Regions from separate parts of the Gossypium arboreum genome. Here region 2 is linked to region 1. A link is a contact called in public Hi-C data. All regions are on one chromosome and are shown on one strand. Each heading gives the region's core, a stretch centred on a gene start, on an enhancer-like site or on the middle of the called end of the contact. The rest is flanking DNA. Distances are from core to core; before and after follow the strand shown.

Region 1 (5,734 bases), core at 55-2,554:
AAGATATTACTAATTTGATTTCTAGAAACACTAAATAAGCATGTAATGATTTATTTTTTGTTTTGTTTTATATTATTTTAATTTATCATTGGATTTTATTGAATGATAATTTTCTTTGTTTCAATACATATTAGTTCTTCAACAAAGATATATAAGAGAATTTATTTTATAGAATTTTTACATATGATTTTCTATTTTAAATATTTTTTATAGAGTTAGAATTAAATTGATAGAAAATACAAAAGTCAAGGACTAAAATTGTTATTATACCAACTAAGACTAAAAGGTGTCAAAGTGATAGAAAAAATTAAAAAGTTAGTTACCAAATTGTAACTTTTTAATTAAGTGACTAATAATGTAGTTTATTTTTTTTTTACAATGGAAATAATAAAAATCAGCCTTAAGATATCGGATATAAGGTTTGAAAACTTCAAGCACCAAATTAATATAAAATAATTAGATGGTTAAATAATGCATTAACCCTCTTCCCTAGTAGTAGGTAGAGATGTGCATGGGCTGGGCCGGGCCAGGTTCGGGCTGGGCCCATAAAAATTCGCCTGTTTTCAAGGCTCGGGCCTGCCTGCCTCAAATATGGGCTGAAAATTTGTCCAAGCCCGGCCCGAGAAAAATGGTAGGCTGAGCCTGCTCACCTGCCCGGTCATATTAAATTTTTTTGCTTTTTTATTAAATAAAAACTTTAAAATATAATAAATCAAATACATTTAAAACATAAAACAAATATTAAAACAAAAATAAATAAATAATGGGACTAAAATAATTATTAAAATAATACATAAATTAAAAATATAATAAAAAGTAATTATATTAAAATTGAAAAATTGAAACAAATTAAAACTAAATTAAGAATTAAATTATATTAATAACAAAAGTTTTACAATATCAAAATAACATCAAAACAACAAAAAAGTAAAGTAAAAATACTAAAGTTATTTAAAATTAAAATAAAAAATTTTAAAATAATTTAATATTAAAATCGGGGGTCGGGCGGGTCTGGGACAAAAAATCTTACTCGAGGTCTGCCCGCTTTCTAAACGGGCCTCGTTTTTTGTCCAAGCCCATTTTTCGGGCCTATATTTTTACCCAAACCCTCCCATTTTTCGGGCGGGCCTTCGGGCCGGGCCGGGCCGCCCGGCCCATGCACACCTCTAGTAGTAGGCTACTTCAGTTTTTTTACTAAAAGAATTAAATTATCACTCATGAAAAAACATACATACATATAAATAAATATCCCACATGATATAACCGTTAAAGGTTCAAATTTCAAAAACCCTATCAATATAAATATATCCGTTAGATCTCATTTAACACTATTAACCACAATTTTCAAAGAGAAATAACCTAAAGAGACAAAAAGAAGCAATGAAACACCAGCTGAGTTCGTCATCTTCTTCAATGAAATCGACCACCATTACTATGGAAGATGATGTCCGTACCGAAACCCGAGACAGCAACTACTTCCCAGGTTGCAGAAAAGACGCCAATTGCAAGTGCGAAATCTGTTTGGCTAGCATCAATGCCACTCTCGATCTCATGCCCCTCAGCGTTCAAAAGAGTTCATTCAGTAAACTCTCTGCTTCCAAGCCCAAATACGCAAACCACTCTCCCATCTCTTTCGATCCTTCCATTACATCCACACCCACATCGAGTTCTTGTTGCTTGGTGGAATCTCCGGCTCTTAAATCAACTGCCAGATTAAACTTTAGAGAAAACAAGGAGAAAAAGAAGAAGAAAGAGGAGGGGAAAAATGGTGGTTTCCAAAGTGTATTTTGGAAGTTATTAATGGGTTTGAATTTGGTTTTGGTAATGGAGGTTGGGTTTTCTTGGGGTGTAGGTGGGTTTTTGAAGCCGATTTTGACAAGCGATGTTGCGAGAAGCATTGGTGAAAGGGCTTCAATTATGCAAGATTTGAATGGAAAATTGAGGTTCTTGCAAAATGAGTTGAAAGGATTTCATAATCTCAAGGTTTCTAATTGCAGCAATACGGATTCCGTATGGGAAATTGATCAGGTTCGAACTTTTTTCTTTTAATTTCCCCCAAGTTATGTGCTTAAAACCTATGGCCTATTACTGTTACTCGAGGGCATCTTATACATATTAGAGTGTGTAATTACTTGTTACCATTTTTATCTCTGTCCAACACAAATATTTTAAGAAAGAATGAAAAGCCGTGGTAACTTTTGGAGTAATAATTGCAGGGTAGTTTGCTTCTAAATTCGCATTGCTTGTTGTATAAATCGGCAATGGAAGAGGTCAAGATTTGGGGGTGGCCTTTGCAAACTGCTGGATTGCTTACTACTGGGTTTTCTTCCAAATCATTTACTATCTTATCTGGCAGAGTATCTGAGGTAAATGCCAATCTATTTACCCTTGTTTTCTTTTTGATTAATATAAAAAGGACCCTTAGGATCAATTTGATTGTCATTGCTGCTGCCTGTTTTGGATTTGCTAGTGCTTATGTTATCATAAATTTTCTTCTTCCTTCCTTTCTTTCTTTCCTTTTTTTTTTTTTTTGTTCCTTTTGCAGTGGTCCAATGGAAGGAGTGGATTTATTATAACAAGAAAGGCAAATGCATCATGGGTACAAAGCAAATGGGGTACCTCTGTAATACAAATGGATCCCAACACATGGATCTTTGAGTATCAAAGGAGCTGGATATTGGACAACCCCAGATTAATTTCAGCAACACTGCTGGAGCTGTTGAAAGATAGGTTGACAAAAATGGTGAAAAAGATGAGTGAAGAATTTTTGCTCTTCTTTGTTTTTGATAACCAATTCATTGAATTTTCAAGAAATGAAGATCAACTTATGATCCCAACTTGAAAGAGGGCGAATTCTGGATTTCAGTTACTAGATATCCACTTCTCATTCCTTATGAGCGGCTTTTTATTAGTTTAATTTTTCCTCCAAATTTCTTTACTTGAATTTGGTTCTGTTTATGATTAGAAACTTGAATCATTATGCCTGATTGATGGTTCAGTAAGATGCTATAAAATACAATCATCATCAGTATTGGCCAGAAATTTTATTCCAATGTCCAATAATGAAGAAAAAAGTCTCATCTCCAAAATTAAAAAAAAAAAATGTAGTTATATTGCATTATATTATTCCTATATCCCCCTAAACCATGAAACCAATTCACATGAAAAGGCCCACCCTCAAGGCCTCCAACAGCTAAATGGGGCCACCAGCACAACCGGTTGTTGCACCAGCTGGTCTCTGTGATGCACATATATTGTGGGTATCTTATCCCCATACCCCACAAGAAAGCTCATTTTCAAATGGCTACTACTCCTCAGGACATAAACAAGCTTTTTACTACTAATGTTTAGCTGCATCTTTTACATGATAAACAACCCTTTTAGTTCAAATGAAACAAAGAAGAAGCTCGACTTCCTTACGAGAGTAGAATGAATCAAACAAGGGACAGCTAGGAAAATTTGTCAAAGGTGGAAACCCCCAAGAAGACCCTGTGAAAAAATCCATTGACCTAAGATGAACCTGCTCAGCTAAAGGATGAAAAGCAACTTGCAAATATATGTCTCTTATAATGTAAATAACATACCTGTCATCGACCAAACTTGGCTTGAATGAATGCCAAAGCAACAGGATGCTACAGAGCATTCCATTCACTGACCTATATAATACTACCTGCAGCACAAATCCTATCCCTGTAAACAAAACTGATACCAAAGATCAGAGTGAATTCAGCTTATACGTAGCTTAGCAATCTGCAAGTATGCTAATAATGGTCTGACAGCAATATTTCCAGTTCATTAGTATGAATTTGGTAAACAAGATATACTGTATTTAATCTCAGGCCGATCAATTTGGTAAAACTAGTCTAATATAACTAGATATGGATCAAGGAACTTTCTTCTAACCATGTCTTTTTGTTGAACTAAAAATCTACATAAACAAATATGAATCCAGTTCATAGCTTTAAAGAAAAATTATCGTCTGAACGCTGGATGCGGCTATTTTCTCGAAAACTCACTAGATATTAGAAGTAATGTTTTCTTAATGTATTCCTAAACAATGCAGATAAATAATAAGCATTTTAAGGAAAGAGAGAATCCAAGAGGCACCTGCTCAAGTTGCTGATTGAGACCAGCCATTTGCTTCAGCTTTTGGCTAGTGAAGCTTTGAGCTTTTTTTTTTTAACTTTTTCAGTTTTAGTGTTAAGGATTTGCTCACAGTATTCCCATTGGTGCTGAATAAGAGCTCCAATTACCAGGAAACAGCCATCCCAATGAAGAAAAGGTAAAGGTGAAGGTACCAATCTAAGAAAACATTTCAGATCAAGATTGATTCATCAGATCGTAAGATCAGATCCAAAAATAAAGTGGCAGTGCGTAAATCTGCAGAAAAGCCCTCACCGACCATTTCCTTAGGAACAAGTGTTGCCTTAGAAGTATAGCTGTTTCGAAGAAACCCTTGGATCATTATCTCCCATGCTCCTAAACAACAGGTATGCTTCATCTGGCAATCCCTCCTTGCAAAATCCATTAATCATTATAGAATGTGTAAACACCAAGCTTCAAACCATTGACAGAGAGTTTATGAAATAATTCCTTTCCAACTTCAATATACCCAGATTTGCATAAGCCATCAATTAGGATATTATAACAGACAATATCAAGTTCCAACTTGCTGTTCCGCATTGCTTGAAAAACTTCCAAAGCCTCTTCGAGTTTATCACATTTGCATAAACCATTCGACAAAAATGAACAGGTCACTACATTTGGAACTTGTCCAAAAGCAATCATCTTCATCAAAAGTTCACATGTAGATGAAATTTTCCCTAGTTTACACATACCTTGCATAAGAGTGTTGTGCGTGACAATATCCAGGATTGGTCCTTTTTGGGATATTTCATGAAAGAGTTCCATTTCTTCGTCTATCCTTTTAGCTTCGCAATATCCATTGATCATGATGTTGTAACTAAATATATCAGGTGCACAACCCTTCTTAATCATCAACTGAAATACCTTTCTAGCTTTATACATCTTGTTTTGCAAGCAATGACAGTTTATTAATGCACTATAGGTAACAACATTAGGCTCAATGTTATGCTTTATTATTGCGTCAACAATATCTTCAGCTTCAGAAACCATTCCTTCCCTGCAATGCGCATCAACCAATATATTATATGTAACAACATCGGGCTCAATGCCTTGCTTTATCATTGTGCCAACATCATCTTTAGCGTCAGAAACCATTCCTTCCCTACAATGCACATCAACCAATATAATATACGTAACAACATCAGGCTCAATGCCTTGCTTTTTCATTGTGTCAACGGTATCTATTACTTCAAAAATCTTCCCATCCTTGTAATGTGCATCGATCAATATATTATATGAAACGATATCTGGTCTAATGCCCTTAACCTTCACTTGGGAGAAAAGATGGAGAGTCTCATTTAGTGATCCCTTCTTACAAAGACCGTCAATGACAGTGCTATATGTTACAATATTGGGTTTGAAGCCACTTTATTCCATAATCCTTAGAAGCCTGACAGCTCTATCAGTATTCCCGATTTTACACTATTGTACTGTAAACAATTAAATTAGGTTGATACCCATCCATTAATCAAAGCGGATAAAGTTACAACATAAGGCTCAACACCTAACTTCAGCATGTTCCCCAAAACAGGAAAACCAAGATCAATTTGACCTAATTGACAAAAGCAGTTAACCAAGATGCTGAGAG
Region 2 (5,251 bases), core at 379-2,878, 150 kb before region 1:
CCACTTTTCAAGTTACCATCCGAACCTCCAGCGGATGCTCCAGATCCTGAATCTCCTCCATCACCAGAACCACCAGATTTTCCAAGTAAACTATTCCCCGAGTACAAGAATTTTACTGAATTTGAAAATTTCGGAATGTCTCCACTAAGATTGTTATTAGACACATCAAGAAGCTGCAAACTAGTCAACTTAGTCAGACTATCAGGAATTGAACCGGTTAATCCATTACCATTCAGATTCAAGTTCTTCAATGAGGTGAGATTGGCAAAGGCCGGAGAAATCGTCCCGACTAAGTTTTTCTTTTCCAGATTCACTGTAATCACATTCTTTCGTGAATCACAAGAAATAAAGGACCATTCGCAAGCATCATTCCCAGGCCAATTATCAGAAAGAGACACAGGGTACCCAAAACCCCCAGCAATCTCAAGCAATGTAGTAACTTGAGGATTACAAGGATCCCCATTACTATTACAAAAATTATTGTTTCCATCAACAACTTTTTTCTCAACTGAGGTAGGAAATTCTGGGAAAGGACCCTGCAATTTATTATTAGACAATGAAACATTCTTCAAGTTTGGAAGATCAATTAAAGATTTGGGAACCGGCCCTGTCAACTGATTGTCTCTAAGCTGAAGATCGAAAATATCCAAACATTTAGACAAATCTGGGATCGGACCCGTAAACAAGTTTTTCTGAAGCCAAACCTGAGACAACTGTGTCATGCTGGATAAAACTTGTAAAGTACCAGTGAACCCAACATCCTGATTGTTGATCCAAAGATTCTGAACCATTGAACCACCGAGAGAAGCCGGTAATATGCCGCTCAAATTGTTGTAAGACAACCTTATACTTTTCAAGCTGTTCATAGAATCGAATATATCAGGCAAGGAACCGAACAAGCTGGTGTTGTCTAGTTGAAGTTCAACGAGTCCCGTCGATTGAGACAAATCTGGGAAAGTCCATGGACTTAAACCGGCATTGTCACTCAAACTCAGCTTTTGCAAGCTGGTTAATCCGGAGAAGGCGTTTGGGGAAATAGAGGTGAAGGTGTTGCTGTCAAGGTAAACCTCTTGTAAGCTGGAGAGGTTGGCGAAAGATGGGATGGTCCCGGACAAGGCGTTGCGTTGGAGTGACAAAGTCTGGAGCTCCGACAAGGCGGCGATGTCGGGGGAAAGGGTCCCAGACAGGGATTTGGAAGAGAGGTTGATGGAAGTAACGCTGTTGGATTTGTCGCAATTTATGCCAGGCCACTTGCAGTAGTTGTCTGAAGAAGAGGAAGACCACCCAGTGGGAGGAGGGCGGAAGGATGAAGCTATCTTGAGCATGGTTGCGCCGTCGTCCCCTGCGGCGAGAAGGGAGGAGAAAAGGAGGATGGGAAGGAGGATATGGTGGCGGTTAAGCATTTTTGCTTTTGGATTAGTTTCGGAAACCAAAACAGTTGGATTATCCAACAACGATGGTGTTTGTTGGATTGTTCTTTGAATATGGTTTTTTTTTTCGTTTTTTTCCTAACAGTGAAAAGAAAGAACAGTGTTTTAGGGCAAGGGAATACTTAGGGGAAAGACAAAAGAAATAATGAAAGGGAATTTTCTTAGTTGGAATTTTTTTAAAAAGAGAGAATATCTTACCTGTTTTTTTTTTCTAATAAAAAAAAATATGTAGAGTACTCAAAATAGTTTAAATGTCACATACATCCCTGTAAATTTTAAATATGAGCAAAATGGTCCATCTAAAAATAAAGTACTTATGTCCTGTACTTTTTAAAATGGATAAGAAAAATAATGAAAATAGCGTCAATTATTATCCAATCCAACTCTGAATTTTGAATTTTTTAAATATTATATAATAAAAAACAAAAAGTCCATACATTATTAAAATTAAAAACTAATAAAATTATAAAAATGTTTTAAAATAGTATATATTAAAAATAAAAAACAAATAAATATTACTAAAATACTCCAAAGTTCCGAAAATTTTAAAAAAACTTTAAACTAATCTTAAAAATTATTTTTATAAAACCTAAAAAATTTATATACGATTATAGAAAAAATTATAAAATTTATATTAATTCAAAGATTACGAAATTATAAAAATAAAAATTATCTAAATTTTAAATTTATAAAAGAAATATAGTTTTAATATTTTTTGTAAATAGTATCGCGTAACTTTTAAATTTTAATAAAAAGAGTGAAAATTCTAAAACAAACTGTGAGAATTCAAAAGATCATAAAAATCCAATATATATTCGTATATATAAATGTTCGAAAAATATCTTCAGAATATGAAAACAAATAAAATAAAAGCTCCAAAGTTTGAAAAAATTATAAAATTTTCCAACAAATATTTTTTCTCAAAATTAAAAGGAAACTTTATATAATATATATATATATGCAAAAAATATTCTAAATTTTATAAAATTTAAAAATTATAGAAAATAATGAATTTTTGAAATTTTAAAAATAAAATTAATTTTACTGAATATTTATATATTTTTATTTTATAATTTTTTGAAAGAATTTTGGAAAATTTTAAAATTTAAATTTTATTTTTCAGAAATTTGGTAATTTTAATTATTTTATTATTATTTTTGAGGTTTTGAATGTTGGGCATTATTTTAAAAATTTTAATAATTTTATTAAATTATTAAAAATTCAAATTTATACAATATTGTTTACAAAAAAAAAGACTACCAAAATAAATATTTTCTTTTATAGAACTCTCAATTACTTTGTTCATATATTTAGAAAATATAAGTTAAAAGAATTTTAGAATTTTTAAATATTTTTAATATTTTTGGGTGTTTATGTGTGTCTTTATATGGGTGAAACTGTGTATTTATATGATATGGTTACTATTCATAGATATGATACTGTAGGTAGGTTCTATGCATGTCGGCACGTACTCTACTCTAGGTTTAACATGTGTCTATATGATGTAGGTTCGCCTAAATGATGGTGTGTGAACCCACATCGTGCGGTCTCATAGAGGGGTTTGAGGGTCTTGCATGTGAACTTACAGTGTCACGCGAACTTGAAGTGAGAACTGTGCAAAACTCGACCTGAACCCAGTCAGGTTACGAGTCGGTAATAGTGAGTATCATAACAATTTATCCCCCGCCTGGTTTGAAGAAGAGTTATAAAGTGACTCTTATTGGAACCCAGTTCTATAAGATTTATAAAGTGACTCTTATTGGAACCTAGTTCTATAAGATGAGAAGTAACACAAGAAGAGGCTTATTAAATATACTTTATACCTTAACTTGCAACGTACACTTCGCCATGTGTTAAGAAGGGTAACAACTATAAGCAGCTGATTGTGCCCTTATTCTCGGATATATGAATCGTTAAAGTGTAAAAAGCCCTTTTAAAAGGAAGTTACTTGAGCCCTAAAAATTACATTGTTTAAATTAGAGATTTTAGAGAAGAAACCATTATTGAGAAAAACAGTATCAGAGGTCATTTCCATAAAATTTCCATCGTTCTTTCAATTTTTTCTTGGTTTTATTAGAACACTATGGCTAGGACTAGAATAAATGGTCGTATTATTCAAAAATCTCTTCGCGACACCATGAAGCAAGTACCCCGATGGAGGCTAAGGCTTATGTTTGCACTACAAAAGTGGAAGAAATGAATCCTATTTTGGCCACACGAGGAATTCAAATACCGAACTTTGCTTATGACTTCTCAATCCCTGAATTATTAAATCGGTTGAGAGACACCAACAACGGTGGTTTTTTACTTCCATTGCACGTGATAGAAGCAGGTTTCCATTTACCACTCCACCCCTTTTTCTATCACTTTCTCGATAAATACAAGATAGCTTCGGGGCAGTTATCTTGTTTTTCATTGTGGGTTGCAATGGCATACTTCATTGAGTGCAGTCGGGAAGAAGTGCCATTCATTATCGTTTTTTAGAATTTGTACCAATTGAAGGCCTACAATCGTGGGGGTTCGATGAGTTTATTTTATTTCTCACCTTGCAAAGATGTGGAATCCATCATTACTAACTGGTCTTTAAACCTTCGTCTAAATCGCTGCAAGTATATACGGGTTAAGTACAAGCTTAACAATGGCTTTGAATTTCCAACCGAGTGGTCGATACCTAGTAAGGGTATGTGTCTAAGTAAGCAAGAAGTTATTACAGAAGTAGGTTGGGATAGTATTATAGACTTCGCAAGGGTCGCATACTAGATTTGGAGGAAGTGCTAACTATTAGGAACATGTTTCAGCACTGACTCTTAAATCTAAGTCTCAATAGATGGAGGCAAGTTGATATTGATAATGGTGCAAACACCTTTGGATTACTACCTGCACAGTTCGTCTGACCACATGGTGCTACTGATGAGTTAAGGCTTATACTGTTGAAGAGAAAAAAGGAACCTAGAAATTATTGTTATAGCTTTTGTAAATTAAAGCCTCATCTATGGTCTTCTAAATCTTCAGGGAATGTAAAAAGTGGTGCAAACCCCCTTATGCTAACTGTTGGTGTTGATATTACACTTGTTGGTGATACAGGCATAGTTCGTGGTATTGAAAAAAGTTAAAAAGAATCTATAAGCTTATCTAAGAAATCGACGAATACATTGGTGTGCGATCTTTTATGCAGAATGTGTGATGTGATCCCTCTAGAATTGTTATTGGGGAAGAGAGTGCGAGCTGTAGAAAGAAGCAAAAGACTACTGTAGGAACTGCCAACATCGTACTAAGTAGTGAAGATGAGGGTAGTCCAATAGGGGAGTTTCATGGAAATAAAAGGAAAGATCGTGTTGGAATATCTAACAACTTAGCCCTTATTGCTACAGTTCCTACCATAATTTCATCTTCTCCCAACTCTCCTATTGATCCTCTACCACCACCAAGATTAACAGTTGCTAATGCTTTAGGAGTAATTGTTGATTATGGCCCTCCTAGTGGCTCCATGAAATTCACTGCTTCTGGTGGTGAGAGAGGAACATTATTTCTATGAAGTGAACATCTTAGCATGCAGAAGTTTCCCTACAGTCTTAGTGAGGTGAGCAAACAATGGAAACTTTTCATGCCTGAAAAAGTGAATAAGAATATCTATCCTTCTAGATCGTCCAATTATACAAAGAAACCTTCATTGCAAGAGTTTATACTTTCCCCTCAAGTTGTCTTAGTTGAAGCTGACATGGTCAGTATGGGGCTTATTGACAGTATTGGTGAAGCAAAATTGAAAAAGAAAAAAACTAAAAATGTTCATCACTTTACCATAGGGCACTAAAAAGGGCTCA

What was found. Hi-C and Micro-C count contacts between places; a contact is called where the count stands out from the background.
Region 2: a contact with region 1 is called in a Hi-C map of leaf, with 3 times the contacts expected there. The contact joins the promoter of LOC108489533 here to the promoter of LOC108489165 in region 1. A contact is called at or near these places in 2 of 5 Hi-C or Micro-C datasets (both in leaf).

What each region holds. Positions count from the first base shown.
Region 1 is chr10:44,175,499-44,181,232 of ASM2569848v2, reverse strand. LOC108489165 reads left to right here and starts at 1,304. Exons shown (of 3, transcript XM_017793489.2): 1 at 1,304-2,028; 2 at 2,217-2,366; 3 at 2,546-3,042. The coding sequence starts at 1,381. The coding sequence ends at 2,842. LOC108489166 (pentatricopeptide repeat-containing protein At1g62930, chloroplastic-like) reads right to left here. Exons shown (of 4, transcript XM_053020262.1): 1 at 5,604-5,734; 2 at 4,108-5,514; 3 at 3,585-3,690; 4 at 3,090-3,489. The coding sequence ends at 4,528.
Region 2 is chr10:44,328,801-44,334,051 of ASM2569848v2, reverse strand. It overlaps LOC108489533 (receptor-like kinase TMK4), which reads right to left and starts at 1,628. Exons shown (of 4, transcript XM_053020023.1): 1 at 1-1,628. The coding sequence starts at 1,403.